Linked DNA regions of Ovis aries: regions 1, 2 and 3 are each linked to region 4. Evidence: chromatin contacts called from public Hi-C data. All regions are on one chromosome and are shown on one strand. Each heading gives the region's core, a stretch centred on a gene start, on an enhancer-like site or on the middle of the called end of the contact. The rest is flanking DNA. Distances are from core to core; before and after follow the strand shown.

Region 1 (3,701 bases), core at 829-3,328, 630 kb before region 4:
GCAAGACTATGATCATGGTTATCCTTGGGAATGGGCAGTGACTAGGAATGGGGAGAGCAACGTGCTTTGGGAAGCTGATGTGATGTTAGTTTCTGGATCTGGGTGTGTGTCACTCAAATATATTCAGTTTCTGAAAAGTTATCAAGTTGTATGCGTGCTGTGTGTGCACTTTTCTGTAGCTTATACTCCAACACTACGATAAAAAATAAAAAAGAAGACTGTGTCTACACCTCTGTCTCTAGAAAGATCACAAAACATTTTAATATTCAAACATCTCAAGAGTCAGCAACGGATGCACACCATGATCACTGTAACCTTGGAAGATGAAGAACTGATTCCCTCTACGTAAGGATGGGTCCTTGGTTCTGCTCAAAATCAAAGAAAGCCCATTCGGTGGAGGACACCGCCCACTCTGACAATTTAACACAATGGAAACCAGTTGCTCTCTAATTTCCTTGGGTAAGAAGGACTATACACCCTCTCTGCACAGCTGGTATATCAGATGGTCAAGCCCATTTATTAGGAAAGAACTTTGTAACTGTCATAACGTCAGCATTTCCAAGCTACCAGATCCTATACTCACTTGTGATATAAATTCCCCATCCTGCAAATGTCCCACCTCTTGCAACATAGTCAGCCCTAAAAGTCCTCCTTTCCCTAAGCATGTTCTCTTGGGAGAAAGCTTTACAGTTTGGCCGTTTGCTTTATTTTTAACTTGGATTGAAAAAAAAAAAATTGGCCAAATGAGGTTCTTCATGCCAGTCCAATCCAAGATATTTTACAGGTTTGCGTGCTTCTCAACCTTCCTGCTGTTCCCAGTTGATAAATGATGCCCTTGACAAAGTGTCAGCCCCAAATTAGTTGATTCTCAATTATGTCTTGATGGAACCTGGCCAGACTAGCTTCTTCGCACCATCCTCTGACAGAACTACACCAACAGGAAGGAGATGATCACATTGTTAAAACTCCCTTTCCTCTTCTTTTAGCTCCTTTACAGATACATGAGCCTGGAAAATGGGCTCATTCTTATCATCAAAGGGCACATCAATGCAGTTATTTCTGGAATATCAACTCACTCCTCTTGTTCCTATAAAGGTCATATGCCAGTAAACTGGTCCCTTTTATTGGAGGGAGGGGTATGTACACTCCTGAAATAAAGCCCTTGCATATAACTCACGACGCTAAAAATACCACAGTCTACTGTCAACGTCAATAAATGACAAATGCTTCCCACATCACCCAAGCTCACTATTTCAAAGGAGAGAACTGATTTGGGAAAGACCCATCTCTTCAAACCCAAAGGAAATACCTTCTTTTTCCTTCCTCCCTTCCAAATACTGGGTCTTTGACAAACCTTATTCCTCCAAGAGTTTCCTGAGCTCTGTGTTTTTATGACAAATCACAGAGCTTGAAGGTTGGGCTGAGGGTAGAATCAGACTTTCCAATTTCCTGGGAGAGAAATTCATGACCATTTCCCATGAGAAAGAAAGGAGAAATGGAAAAAGATTAGGACACAAGCAAGTTATGAAACTTATGTTTTTCAGATCTGGGAGTTGAACTGTTAAACAATAGATCTAAAAGGTTACATGATGTCTGGTGGAGGTGGAGAGCTGGAGGGGTACTTCTTGCTTAGCATGGAAGTTAGTAAGAAAGCTGAAGACTGGGGTGTTGAAAGCAAGTCTGAGGTCCTGATGTTTGAGCTCAGAGACAAACACCTGATTGCAGCAGGGAAACAGTTAAAAAGTAAGACACCAAAAAGCTTTAACACATCAACGAGTTTAGTGCTGACACTACAAGGTCAAATTACAGAGAGAAGGACTGATATTTCGCTAGTCAAAAGGGCAATTCCGAACATATCTATTTAACTGAAGTTATTCCCACAAATGCTTCTATTTATCACCCAGACAAGTCTCTTTTAGCAGAGAAACATGCTTTTAATGCCAAGTTCCAATTCTTGGCTGGTTCCGAACTCCTTTTCACTTAAAGTAATTTATGATAAGGAAATCTTCCTCTGGGCAAGGGCACTGAATCCAAATGTACCTTTAGAGGCTTCCGTCCCCAGTGGGTTTTCTAAGAAGTCTGTCATGTCATGGTTCCAGGCGTCACGAACGGCAGACTTGTACACCACCCTGTTATTCAGGCCCTGCTGTGGCCGGAAGTTATTTCTCAGATACTCCACCGACTTGACGTGGTCTTGCTGCTCCGTGGTGAAGATGGAATAAAAAGCCTCGAGCTGAACATAGAACCAGAGAAAAGGAGAAAAAAGAAATTTGGTTAGAAGGCTACATGGTCCAAACCCAGGAGGGGTGATGGGAACAAAAGGTGCTGGGAGGTGCCCGAAGTTGAGTGGGACAGACTCAGCCAGACACAGGCTGCCGGCTGGAATCACTGCCAGTGGGCTTATCCAGCTGCGGATTCTTTTCTGTCAACTGAAAAGGAAAACACTTCATTGGAAGGTGCTTAGGACTCTTGCAGCTCGTGTCTCAGACAAGAGGCCGGGTCTTTCTGCAGCAACCCCCTAGCCATCCCTACCCCAACGCCTGGCAAGAATTTCCATATTACAGGAAGCAGCACAGAGTTACATAGTGAAACTGGTAAGTTTGAGACTCAGACTTCCTGGGTGGGAATTCTAGCTCCATGGCTCAACCACTCTGTGACCCTGAGAAAGTTGTTTAACTTCTCTTGAGCTTCAAATCTTCCTTGGTAAAATGGTGAGAATTACTGCAACATCGACCGGATTGGGTTTGCGTCAGCAGTAAATGAGATTATCCATGCGTGGTCATTAAAACAGTTCCAAGAACAGAAGAACTTTAGAAATATTCGCAATTTATCAAAAATTCTTACTAAGTACCTTCTTATATACTAGGGATACAGTTCAGCAGTTACTGTGTTACAAAGTTGACAAGCCCATGATGTGCAGGTTAAACTACTGAAGTTCAACATTTATCAGATGGGTAATCATAGGCAAATTATTCAAGCTTTCTGTAACACAGGTTTCCTCATCTATAAAATGGATACGATACTAGTACTGCCTTTCTTAAGGTTGTTAAAAAGATTAAAATCTATGAAGCAGCCAGTAAGCCCGTCGTAAAGATTAGGTGTCATTATTATTAATATTACTAGGAAACATTTTCCTCAAGACTGCTGTCTACACTTTCAGGGGAAATTAAAGAAAAATTCAGGACTCCAGGATCCTATTTATACTATCAAAAAGGATTCTTTATGGCCCTCAACATTCTGCATAGCATAAAAAAGGTCGTATGGAATCTACAAAAATAGTACAGATGAACCTATTTGGGAAGCAGAAATAGAGACACAGGTAGAGAACACATGTACGTACAGCCATGGGTAGAGGGTGGCAGTGGGATGAACTGGGAAATTGGGAGACATATATATACTACTGTGTATAAAACAGGCAACTAACGAGCATCTCCACAGGGAACTGTACTCAATGCTCTGTGGTGACCTAAGTGGAGAGGATTACAAGGGAAAATAGAAAGCCACTTCCCAAGATGAGATGGAGTGGCTTCCCTAAACTTAACAGGACCAGGAGGTGGTTAAGCCAATGGATAATAAGAGAATTAGGACCGGGATTTCTGGATGGACGTCTTGAAGCTTGGGACAAACCCCAGTGTTTCTCTAACAGCCTCACAGAATGACAGAAAATGACTGGCTTACAGTCTGAAACTCCTCTGTTTGCA
Region 2 (3,495 bases), core at 531-3,030, 660 kb before region 4:
CAGACTGTGAAATTGCAGCTTAGATACATTAGTCAACATTTTCAGAGTCACAGAAAGATCACGTGGCAGCCAAGATTCAACGTGGGGCCCTCATGTCAGGCCCCGGCTCTGAGTCAGCAACTTCTCCATCTCTCATTGCATGCCTGGTACCTGAGCCATCTGGTTCAAATTCAGATTCCTGGGCTTCATCCTCTGAGATTCCGAGATGATTAGTCTGGGAGGGGCCAGTGAATGTGCATTCTTCACAGGATTCCAGACAGTGAAGCCGGATCTATGGTTTACAGGTTTCTGTAAAGACCCTGGAAGCTGTGATGTGCAAACTTCTGGCATTTTCTAGGGAAAATGTCCAAAGTCTTCAACCCAGATACATAACTTACAAATGTGAAGACGCATTGGCCTGGTTTGTGCCTCTGAAACTGAGGATCCAGGAAGTAAAGAACCTTCCCAGGGAGGTTCAGACAGGGAGAGCAAAGCCTGATGCCCTGGTCGCTCCCTCCACACTGGTCTTAGTTCGCTTCACAAAACTAGGTCTGCCAACTACAGCCCACAGGCCAGCTGCCAATTTTTGTCAATCAAGTTTTACTGGAACCAGGACTGAGATGATCGTGGGGCAAGTAAGACAGAGAATATCCTGTCTTCACGCAAAGTTTTGATTTTTTGCTGCTGTTCATGGGTATTTTACACTGATTTTGGTTTAAAAAATATTCCATTTAAAGATGACATCTTTAATGACATCTTGATGACAAAGTTTTTAAGAGCTCCTTTAAATTCTTCACCAAAGTGCATTCTCCTCTTGCCATGCCCCAAAGCTGAGCTGAAACATTCCACTAGACCCTAAATCAGCTAACTAGATCATGCTCAAAATCCAAAGACAGCACTCCTCCCTGTGGCTAGGAGACAATTCTATGATCTGATACAGTAGCAGACACATGCACGGTTGGAAAATAACGTTAATTTTTAAAAATAATCACTTCACCCTTCTTCCCCTCCTCTTGCCTGTGAAACCTCCTACCTAAAAGACAGGCCAAAATGGCCCAGGCTTTTCAGGTGTGACTGCAAAAACCCACACTGATGTTTAGAGGTCAGGTTTGTAGTCTCATGTGTACGTACTGGAACAGGAAAAAAGACAAAGCCCAAAGGAGAAGGGCTCAGGGCAGACGAGAAGGCCAGCTCCTCACCTTGGAAGAGCATGGTCTGGCTGAAGTCACTCCTCATGTCGTTGCGACACACGGCCTGGACCCGGAACAGGTAAAGGCTGTCGGGTGAGACGTGGCTAATGGTGGCTTTCTGCAGGGTGAGGAAAGGACAGGAGTAAAGCCGAATATAAAAGACTGTTAAGCATCACATGTAGGTTTCTGGGTGCCATGCAAAGCCCAGCAAACACGGTGCTTCCTCACTGACCAAAGGCTCACTCTGAAAGGAACAAGCATTCAGAAGCAACCTCACCTGGGAGTATGTTCTCAACACAAAAATATGTAGAGTCAGAGAAGGGACACCAGCCTCGACATAGATGCTGGACTCCGTCTTGGAGTGTGCCTTCAGCCCTGTTTGTACCCATGAGGCTGGGACTTCTATCGAAACTGCTCTACCTTGTAAACGATAATGATTTACCATCTAGAATCATCAAGTGTACTGAATTTCCGGGGCCATGCAGAGTTTAGAGAAGCCACAACGAAGTCTCTGTGTTACTGTTTCTTTGCAGTTTAAAGGCACTGTTGTACCTTGACCTTGGATAACACAAGGCATGAAGCTGGAAGAATACCCGACCGGAAGTCAGAGGACAAGAGATCTACCTGTGTCATGCCACTCACCAGCTCTGTGATTCTGAGTCAGCTGCTCAATGTCTTTTGGCCTCTGCTCCCTCCAGCTGTTAAGCGGAGAGAGTAAGATTTCCCTCGCAGGGTTCTTGTGATTGTCATACAACACAGGTCAAGCAAGCCTTGATTGGTAGTCCTCACCACACAATAGAAACCACGCCCCTGGTCTAACACAGGGGTTGGCAAGTGACAGCCCACAGCCCCAGTCTGGCCCGCTGTTTGTTTTCTGTAAATAAAGTTTTATTGGCACACGGCCATACACATTCATTTCCCTGTTGCTGTGGCAGCTTTCACCCTTCAGTGGCAGAGTTGAGTAGTTGCCCACAGATGCCTTAAAACCTAATATCTTAACTCTCTGACTCTTTCAAGAGAAAAGTTTTCCAATCCCTGGTCCCAGGTCAGGAGCCAAATCCAGATCCCCATCCCGCAAAGCTTTACTCCAAGAGACTTTTAAAAATCAGAAAATGGAAAGTGCCTAAAAAGTTGGCAGGGCTTGCTTACCCAAAGAAACAAATAGCAAAAGCAACTGATTTTTAAAGACTCCCTGATGTTGAAATGTCTCGTCACTGAATTCTGGGCCAGGTCCAGAAAGCAGCTCTGGAAGCTTAACCACTGAGTGGGTTTCCCCCAAGGTAGCTATTGAAAACCTCTGCAGAGGCATTAACAAGTTACTGTGGCCATGCCTGCTGCCTGCTGCCTAGCAAATGTATTCCTGGGTAGAGCGGGAGGTTAGGGTCCCATTATTTCACTTTCAGCCTACCTTTTGGAAAAGGCAGGCAACAACACCTGTTCCCCAGGCTGGCAGTGAGGGTGCGTGTGTCAGGGGGATGCTGGCAAAAGCCAGGAAAATGCTTGGGGAATGTTTCTGGGCCACAGAAACCTAAATTGGAGAAAAGCTTTGCTGCCACTAAGTCAGCACTCTCAACTTCTTGAGGAATTAAGAAAATTAATTTTGTGTGTCCCCAAAGAAAAGAACCACCCCTAGAAATCCTTATAAAAAACTTGCTGTCAAAGCATGTTTTTCTCTACATCTCTCTCTTTCTCTGAAACTCATTTATGCCTCAGTCTCTAAACCTGTGACCTCGTCTTCTGTGCAGAGCAAAAATCTTCGCTTCCTCTAAGCAGGGATTTATTAGAATTCACTCTGAGCTGGTATCTATTCATCTTTGCATGTTTAATTATCTCCCACTTAGTATAAGAAACCGAATAAGCGCCTAGCTAGTTTCTGCTGATTAATGCAAGCCCCTTCAGCTCAGAAAGAGAAACCTCCCTCCCGGACTTCAGGTCCTGACAAGAGAAAAGGTTAAAACACATCACAACCTTGGGTGCCTTTCAACAGATTCCTCTCTGATTTCTTGAAGCTCATCATTCCCTAATGTGACCCAGATAACAACATCTAGTGGGGAAATTGAAAGTATAAATGGAAATGAAGTAAAAGAATCGTCATCTGAAGCAATACGGAAAGTATTACTCTGTAAGTGATTGAACGGGCCCTGGGGACTCTGTATTGGGAAGAAAAAAAGCAGTAACAGTCATTAAGAATCCCACTCGGTGCTATTACATTTTTCATGTACATATACAATGATGGGCTTCATTATCCCAAAGACTTCTTTTGATTAACAATAAACGCCAGGCTTTCAAACCCAAATGTGTCGCTTTGAGTTTCCGGGCAAAGATG
Region 3 (3,834 bases), core at 1,286-3,785, 550 kb before region 4:
TTGCCTTCTCCGCAAAAGACAGCTAGGCAGTCCTAATAAAGAAACAAGGGGAATGTCACTCAGCCATTAAAAAAAAAATGAAATAATGCCATTTGCAGCAACATGGATGGACCTAGAGACTGTCACACTAAGTGAGAAAGTCAGACGAAGACAAGTATCATGTGATATTGCTTATATGTGGAATAAAAAAAAAAAGAATACAAATGAAGTGATCTACAAAATAGAAATAAGTTACAAATGTAGAAAACAAAATCACAGTTACCTGTAGTTAAGGGGGACACTGGGATTGACACATACACACTACTGTATATAAAACAGATAACTAATAAGAACCTATTATACAGCAGAGGGAACTGTACTCAGTGCTCTGCAACGGCCTATCAGGGAAAAGAATCTAAAAAAGAGTGGATATATGTGTACGTAAAACTGATTCACTTTGCTGTACAGCAGAAATTAACACAACATTGTAAATCAACTATACTTCAATAAAAAAATCATAGACACCCCAAATACTGTGTGTTTTACTATATCATATTTGGGTGCTTACTTGTTGCAAGTGAAAGATAGGAGGGTTAAAGTATTATGGAAGTTCTCCAAATAGTTTCTCTCACAAACCACAGGACTACATTCCTGAAAAATATCACAGTTGGCCAGATGGTATTACCAAGATCAAGATGACACAGGAAGAAGTGGATACTACAGAAATGAGGATAAGTCTCATATAAATAAAACTTAAGTTTCTTCTTCATTTGTTACCACATCATGGAAAAATAGCTGAATTTCAACCAACTAAGAAGAGCTGTGCAAAACAGTTTGTCTTTACATTGAATCCCTGTGGTGTACCAGGCAAGTGCTTTGGGAGTATGGGTCAAAGGTATGGTCAAGTAAGGCAGATATTAGAATTTCCCTGGTGGTCCAGTGGCTAAGGCTCCACTTTCCTGATTCGGGGAGGCCCGGGTTCAGTCCCTAGTCAAGGAACTAGATCCCACATGCTGCAACTAAAGATCCCATATACTGCAAATAAGACCCAGTGTAGCCAAATAAATACTAAAAGTTTTAAAAAAAGATAGGGCTCCTCTGGTGCTCCAGTGATTAAGAATCTGCGTTGCAATGCAGAGGACACCAGTTTGTTCCCCAGTCCAGGAAGATCTCACGTGCCGGGGGCGACTAGGCCCACGAAGCACTATTGAGCCCACATGCTACAACTGAAGTCCTCGCACCTAAAGCCCATGCTTTACAACAAGACAAGCCAGCGCGCCTCAACCAGAGAGGAGCCCCTGCCTTCCGCAACTAGAGAAAGCCTGTGCAGCAATGAAGATTCAGCACATTCCAGGAACCAAAAATATTAACAGAAGACAGGTAAGCCTCATCCAGAGCACACAGAGAACAAAAGCTCTGGGCTTCAGACAAGCGCACTTGTATCATATATATTAAGATCCTACAGACAAAGAAAACCAACAGCAGTTTTCATGTAAACCCTGAACTCAGAATTGCAAGCTTCTCATTTGGGCAACTCAATGCAGCAGCACCACAGGTGAGTAACAATCGGATTCACCCAGCTCAAGACGGTTCCTCACTCCTCTGAGACAATGCCGAGACGGCCAAAGAGTCAAAACCTTTTGAGAGAAGCCGTAACAGACCTCTGAAATAAAACCAGCGTTAACAGCTTTAAAATCCTGCCCTAGGAAAGTGCAGGGGCCGTGGGAACAAGAGCATCCTGTGATTCACGGAGACATAGTCTCCTATAGCCTACACCAAGGGAGCTTCCTTGATCTCTCAGTTTTTCAAACCAGCTCCCACTGAAGTCTAGTTCAAAGGCATTTGCACATGCTCTTAACCTTTGTCTACTTTTCTAGGTCTAAGTGAATGTACTATTAAATCGGTGCTTGTTTCACAAATCATTGCAGTGCCTGGGAACACATTTCCCCTGGGTTCTTTAATTTCTAGGGGCTGAGATGAGGTTGGAATACCTAGAAGCAGGGTTGATTCAAATTGCTCTACAGTGTTGGGTTGGTTTTTGCCCCACCAACAACACAAATCAGTCATAATTGTACTGATCCCCTCCCTTGTGAGCCTCCCTCCCTTCCCCACATTCCAGCACAGAGCACCAGGCTGGGCTCCCCATTATACAGTGACTACTCACTATACATTTTACACACGGTAGTGTATATATGTTGATGCTATTTTCTCCGTTCATCCCACTCTTTCCTTCCACCACTGTGTCCACAAGCCCGTTGTCTATATCTGCGTTTTCATTCCTTCCCTGCAAACAGGCATCTAAGCCTTTAAGTCTTATCTTAGAATCCAGTCAAACCCTGGTTGACCAGAGTCCTAGGGGACTTCTCAGGCATGGGATGATTTCGTTATTCTTACAGCCATCAGCTAGCAGAATAACCCAAGCAGCCCGGATAGCCCACATCTACTGAGAGCAAAACCCTCTGGTATCCTCACGCAAAGCTGGGTTTCTCAATGTGAGCGCTGACATTTGGGCCAGATCAAACTGTGTTGTGAAGGGCTCTCTTGTGCACTGCAGAATTCCGAGCAGCAACCCTGGCTTCTGTCCACTAGATGCCAGTAGCACCACTACCCCAATGCGACACACGGAAGTGTCGCCAGACATGGTTTCAGGTCCTCTGGGGGGAAAACCCCCTGCACCCTTCCCTCAAAGAACCACTGCCATTAAAAAAGTTAATAAATGACTGTTCAAATGTTAACCCTGTTCACTCACAGTATCCTTATCTAACCATACCATTCATTCAATTCCCTTTATAGCCTTTTCATAAAAGGGAAAAGGCAGAAGAAAGAAAGCTGTCATCAAATCTATAAACTAATTACAGGCACAGAGTCTAAGGGAATTTAGAATGAGATCAAAGGTTTTAATTATGGGCAAAAAGAGTAAGGACAAAATTTTAAGTTATGAGAAAATACCTTTCGGGTACTGGAAAAATTAAGAGAGGCTCCGAAGCACATATACATATATAATAACTGGTACCAATGATATACACTTCTTTCTCTACCCTCTCCAACAGAACAGCCAAATTTTCTGATTCAGTTTTACACAAAGAGCAAGACCCTGGAGATACCCTACTGCTGTTGAAATACTGACTCCAACATTTATTGGCTGATACGATGTTGAGTAATTTATACTGAAAAAAGTTCCATGCCTCACCTTGTACATCAGTAAAATGGATACAATAATACCTTGGGGGGGGGTCTCAGTAAAGATCACATGAATTAAGTCTGTGATAAACACTAACTTTTATTAGAAGTGCTTGCATTCTGTTTAGAAGCATCTTTTCAACTAGTTTACCTAGAGGAAAGAGAAGGAAAAGAAGAGAGTTGTCCCTCACATCTAACCTTGGGATGCAAGATACTTTGTGTGTAGAGTGGTCCCAAGAGATCTAATTATTAATAGTTAAAGTATGTACATCTACTTCAGGGAAATCAGAGCTTAAGAAAAATCAGACAACTGGATTCACAGTAACAAAACTAGAATTCTTAGCTTAGTAGATTTCAAAGAGCTATGGGACCATGGCCAACCACTTCACTCTCAGAAGCCAGTCTCTCTTCTGTCATTTTAATGGGATCACTATAGAGTTCCCAGTGTTTCATCTGAGACTATGACAATCAGATTCAGTGACTGGTCAAAATATCTAAATTCTAAAGTAAATGGTAGAATCTAAACTGTCATTTAGTGATGTACAGAGGCAAAGAACTTGGTGACTGTCCTTGAAGTGCAATATTTAATTAAAGAAGATTTTCACATGGTCTCTTTCAAAGTTTCTTAATTATGTAATGCTTCGCCAATTATAGTTCTCCATAATGTCCACTAAG
Region 4 (3,375 bases), core at 702-3,201:
ACCCTCTCCCCGACTAGGAGAGGGGACGTAGCCTCCACCAGGGAGAGGGGGGTCGGACAGATTCAAGGGAGCTCGAGGCTGCAGCCTGGTGTAAAGGGGGCTGCAAGAGGGAAGAGGGAGGCAGCTGGCCTCTGCCCTCCCCTAGCAGAAAGAAGGCGGCGGGTCGGCCGATGGAGGGCTGGAAGCGGAGGATCGCTGAGCCGCACACCCTGCGTGTGGTGATTTATTATCTTCATCAGTGGTCAACAGTGTTCCTATCTTAACCCGACCAGAAAGGTGAGGGTGTGGGTCCGCCAGCTGCTAACAGCCTGCAAAAAGGCAAAGATGCAGGTAGGCAGGGCGCGAGACAGAAAAAAAATCCGCCCGGGAGCGAACAGCAACCCAGCCGCCGACCCGCGCCCGCCCCCCACCCGAGCAGCCCAGCCAAGCAAAGGGGGCCGCGGGCCCGGGATGGGGGAGTCACGGATCTCCTTAAACCTCCTGCTCCCTGCTCTCCCACCGCGCCCAGGTCCCCGAGCCAGGAAGGTTCCCTCGCGCCGGCACCGAAGCGCAGCCCGCGCCCCAGCCCCGAGCTGAGGTCGTCCCTGACCCCCGAGACCCGAACGCAGGCTGCTCCAGACATCCCCAATCCTCCACGGCCAACCTCGAGCTTCCACTCCACGAACATCAGCCCCTCCAAAGAGTCGCGGAGCAACAAATCCAATCCCCCCTTCTGAGCTCCTTCAATCCTCGCCTGAGCGGGGAACGCACCCAGGGCCCCCACAAACCCACAGAGGCATCCTCCCCATAGCCCCACTGTCCCCAACAGCCTCAGAGCTCTAGCTCTCCTGCACAGCGGCGGAGCAGCGGAACGAGTCTTCTCCCGACTCCGGATCCCCCAGGCCCCCAAAGCCGAGCGAGAAATAGACCCCTGCGGCTCCCGTTCCTCTCCCCGGCCAGCTCTTTGCTTCCACCCTCCCCAACCACAAGCCTCCCTAAATTACGCCGCCAGAGTCAGCGGAGCGGATCCCTCTCTCCTCCCCGGGTGCTCGACCCCCACTTAACCCTCTCCGGGGTCCCTGGGACGGGCGCCTGAGCTCCATGCCCCGGCGGCAACTCCGCTTCCCCCTCGCGCGCTGGCCAGGGCCGCGTCCCCTCGGCGGTCAGCACTCACCGGGGAAGCACACGACATAATGGAGCACGGAACTGGTGATTTTCAGGAACAAAATCCACCAACACGGTTCCAGTAACCTCCGCATGTCCGAAAACGCACATCGAAAAGAGGAAGGCAGGGGGGGGTAAACTTGTTGAATAAGTTCTTGCCTCGGTGTGAGCCTCCGCTAAGCCCCGGCTCTTCGCCTGCTCGCCTGCTTTACGGGGCCCCCGCGCTCGGCCGCCCGAGTCCCCCTCTGGAATCTGGGAAGCCGCCGAGCGCCCCCCAGAAAATCTCAAAAAGTGGCCGAGAACGCGGAGCCACGCTGGGGACGATCCTCGGCGGAGAAGAGCTGCTTTATGTTCAAAAAGGAGCGAGTCGAGCGGGCAGGGCGAGGAGTCGGCGGGCGGCGGCGATGCCCGGAGCCCCGGGCAGGCAGAGACCGCCGGCGGCGGCGGCGAGTAGCCGAAGATCCCCAACTTGAGTCGGCAGCGGAGCCCGAGAGCCGGCGGGCGGCGGCGGGGCTGAGCGCGGCGCGGCGTCTCCGGGCTTCAGGCAGGCAGCTCCTTCCAGGGCCCAGGGAAGGAAGGAGGCATGTTTGCAAGCGGGGAAGGGGAGGGTAGAGGCGGGGGGAGAGCGAAGAGCCCCCAAAATAGAACAGCCGGAGGAAACCGAGGAAAACACAAAGGCTCTCAGAGGGGCGCAAGGGCGAGGGCGCCTTCAGTCCATGCTCCTGAAAGTTGTGGCTCTGGCGCGAGCTGGGGAGGATCGGGGAGCGCGGGGCTGGAAACTAGCCATGCCTCCATACAGGAAGTAACATGTGAGCATGGATCCTGGCAGAGACTTTAAAGCCGGCGAGCGAGCGAGCCGGGGACGCGCGGCGGCGGCGGTGGCGCGCGAGCAGTGGGCGCGCGGCGACCGCGGGGACGCGCAGCCGGGCTGCCGGTCGCGGGCGCGCGCGCCGCGAGCTCTTAAAGCTGCAGCGCGGGGCTCCCGCCTCGGGCGTCCCACAGCTAGGTTCTCCCCGCGCGCTGCTGAGCCGGCCGGGGCAGTTTCGGGACTGGGGACCCGCTCTGGTCGGGTCTCGGAGAGAGGGAGGAGGGCGACTGCTTTCGCGGGCTGGCGAGTCTTTGCCTGTTTCCCGTCTTTCGAGCTCTTAAAGACGCCACTGTTTGAGCGGGCTTGGCTCGGTCTCCCCCCGCCCCCGTCTGCGTTGCTCGCGGATGGCGAGAGTCGGGGGGACCCCGGCTCGGGTCTGAGGAGAGGAAGGGGCGGCCGGCTGCGTTTATAAGGCTGCAAGGTTTCATGCTGGGTTTCTTCGCACTGGCAGCGCCACGGCGGGGCGCGCCCTGCTCGTCCCCTGCTCGAGCCCCCAGCCCGATGAATTCCCCGCCAGGAAACAAAGCCGAGCGGCCTTTGCACTCCGGCTCCGCTTTGCGATTTAATTTTTTTCCCCCCTTTTCGGGCTTCCATTGGCCTTGTTCCCGGCTGGGGAGGGGTGGGGGAGGGGAGGAATACCGATCCTAGGCTTGCAAGATCCAGCCCTTTCGAGTCCCACGCCCCCTTTCCCCACGGCACGGCTGATCAGTGGCCGAGATTTCCCAACTCGCCGCTCCACGGGAGGAGGGAAGGTTCCCGCACTCCAGCCTGGTGGCGGGGAGGCCGCAGGAAGTGCGCCTCTTACCCCTCGCTGGGTGAAAGCTGCGCCCCGGGGCTGGACCGATTTCCTGGCAGCTACGCGGGGAGCGGCAACCTCTTTAGCAATCGTGGAGAGGCGTCCGAGGGAAATGGGAGAACAGGGCTTATCTGTAATGAGTTTTGTCCTTTAGTTCGTGGAGAGAAAGATCTTTATCGCTTAGACTTCTAAGCGCCCTATTTTCCCCTCTTAACGCCGGTGCTAAAGTGGGGGAGGCGGGCTTTTGATTAAACGTGTAACTGAGCCAAAGTAATTAGCCATTTGTAATTTTTGCCTAATTTTTTTGCCTCTGTTTAAACGCCATCTAGACTTGTTTTTAACTTGCCCCTGCTGCTTCAGCCCACCCCGCAGGGTCCCCCACCCAACCAAACAGCCCAGCCGGATGCTCGGTTTTCAAATGTACAGATGTTCCAGAGCCTCCCCCAAGATGTTATTAGGGAAGCACTTTCACACCCACACTTCCAGAAGAAAAACCTTTGAAAAGTTGCATTTGGGATTACGAACTAATAAAAACCAGGAAGTTCCCGGGGAGGGCCCGCGCTCTATC

Evidence for each region. A called contact is a pair of places that touch in the nucleus more often than the background predicts.
Region 1: a Hi-C map of omental adipose tissue shows a contact between it and region 4, with 2.9 times the contacts expected there. The contact joins the enhancer-like site here to the promoter of PTPRG in region 4. A contact is called at or near these places in 2 of 16 Hi-C or Micro-C datasets (muscle and omental adipose tissue).
Region 2: a contact with region 4 is called in a Hi-C map of tail adipose tissue, with 8 times the contacts expected there. The contact joins the enhancer-like site here to the promoter of PTPRG in region 4. A contact is called at or near these places in 4 of 16 Hi-C or Micro-C datasets (hypothalamus, omental adipose tissue and tail adipose tissue).
Region 3: a Hi-C map of hypothalamus shows a contact between it and region 4, with 4 times the contacts expected there. The contact joins the enhancer-like site here to the promoter of PTPRG in region 4. A contact is called at or near these places in 2 of 16 Hi-C or Micro-C datasets (hypothalamus and tail adipose tissue).

What each region holds. Positions count from the first base shown.
Region 1 is chr19:39,297,118-39,300,818 of ARS-UI_Ramb_v3.0, forward strand. PTPRG (protein tyrosine phosphatase receptor type G) reads right to left here. Exons shown (of 29, transcript XM_060402273.1): 8 at 2,041-2,233. Among named protein-coding and RNA genes, the nearest start is that of CEP15, 190 kb to the left of the region's middle. Within about 2 kb of position 2,079, at least 7 of the 54 cell types and tissues checked have an H3K27ac peak or open chromatin away from gene starts, as enhancers often do.
Region 2 is chr19:39,267,876-39,271,370 of ARS-UI_Ramb_v3.0, forward strand. It overlaps PTPRG (protein tyrosine phosphatase receptor type G), which reads right to left. Exons shown (of 29, transcript XM_060402273.1): 10 at 1,179-1,287. Among named protein-coding and RNA genes, the nearest start is that of CEP15, 160 kb to the left of the region's middle. Within about 2 kb of position 1,781, at least 6 of the 54 cell types and tissues checked have an H3K27ac peak or open chromatin away from gene starts, as enhancers often do.
Region 3 is chr19:39,380,891-39,384,724 of ARS-UI_Ramb_v3.0, forward strand. The region is part of intron 5 of PTPRG (protein tyrosine phosphatase receptor type G); the gene reads right to left. Among named protein-coding and RNA genes, the nearest start is that of TRNAE-UUC, 230 kb to the right of the region's middle. Within about 2 kb of position 2,536, at least 6 of the 54 cell types and tissues checked have an H3K27ac peak or open chromatin away from gene starts, as enhancers often do. A contact at or near this core is called in hypothalamus, where this site is marked.
Region 4 is chr19:39,928,586-39,931,960 of ARS-UI_Ramb_v3.0, forward strand. PTPRG (protein tyrosine phosphatase receptor type G) reads right to left here and starts at 1,952. Exons shown (of 29, transcript XM_060402273.1): 1 at 1,154-1,952. The coding sequence starts at 1,238.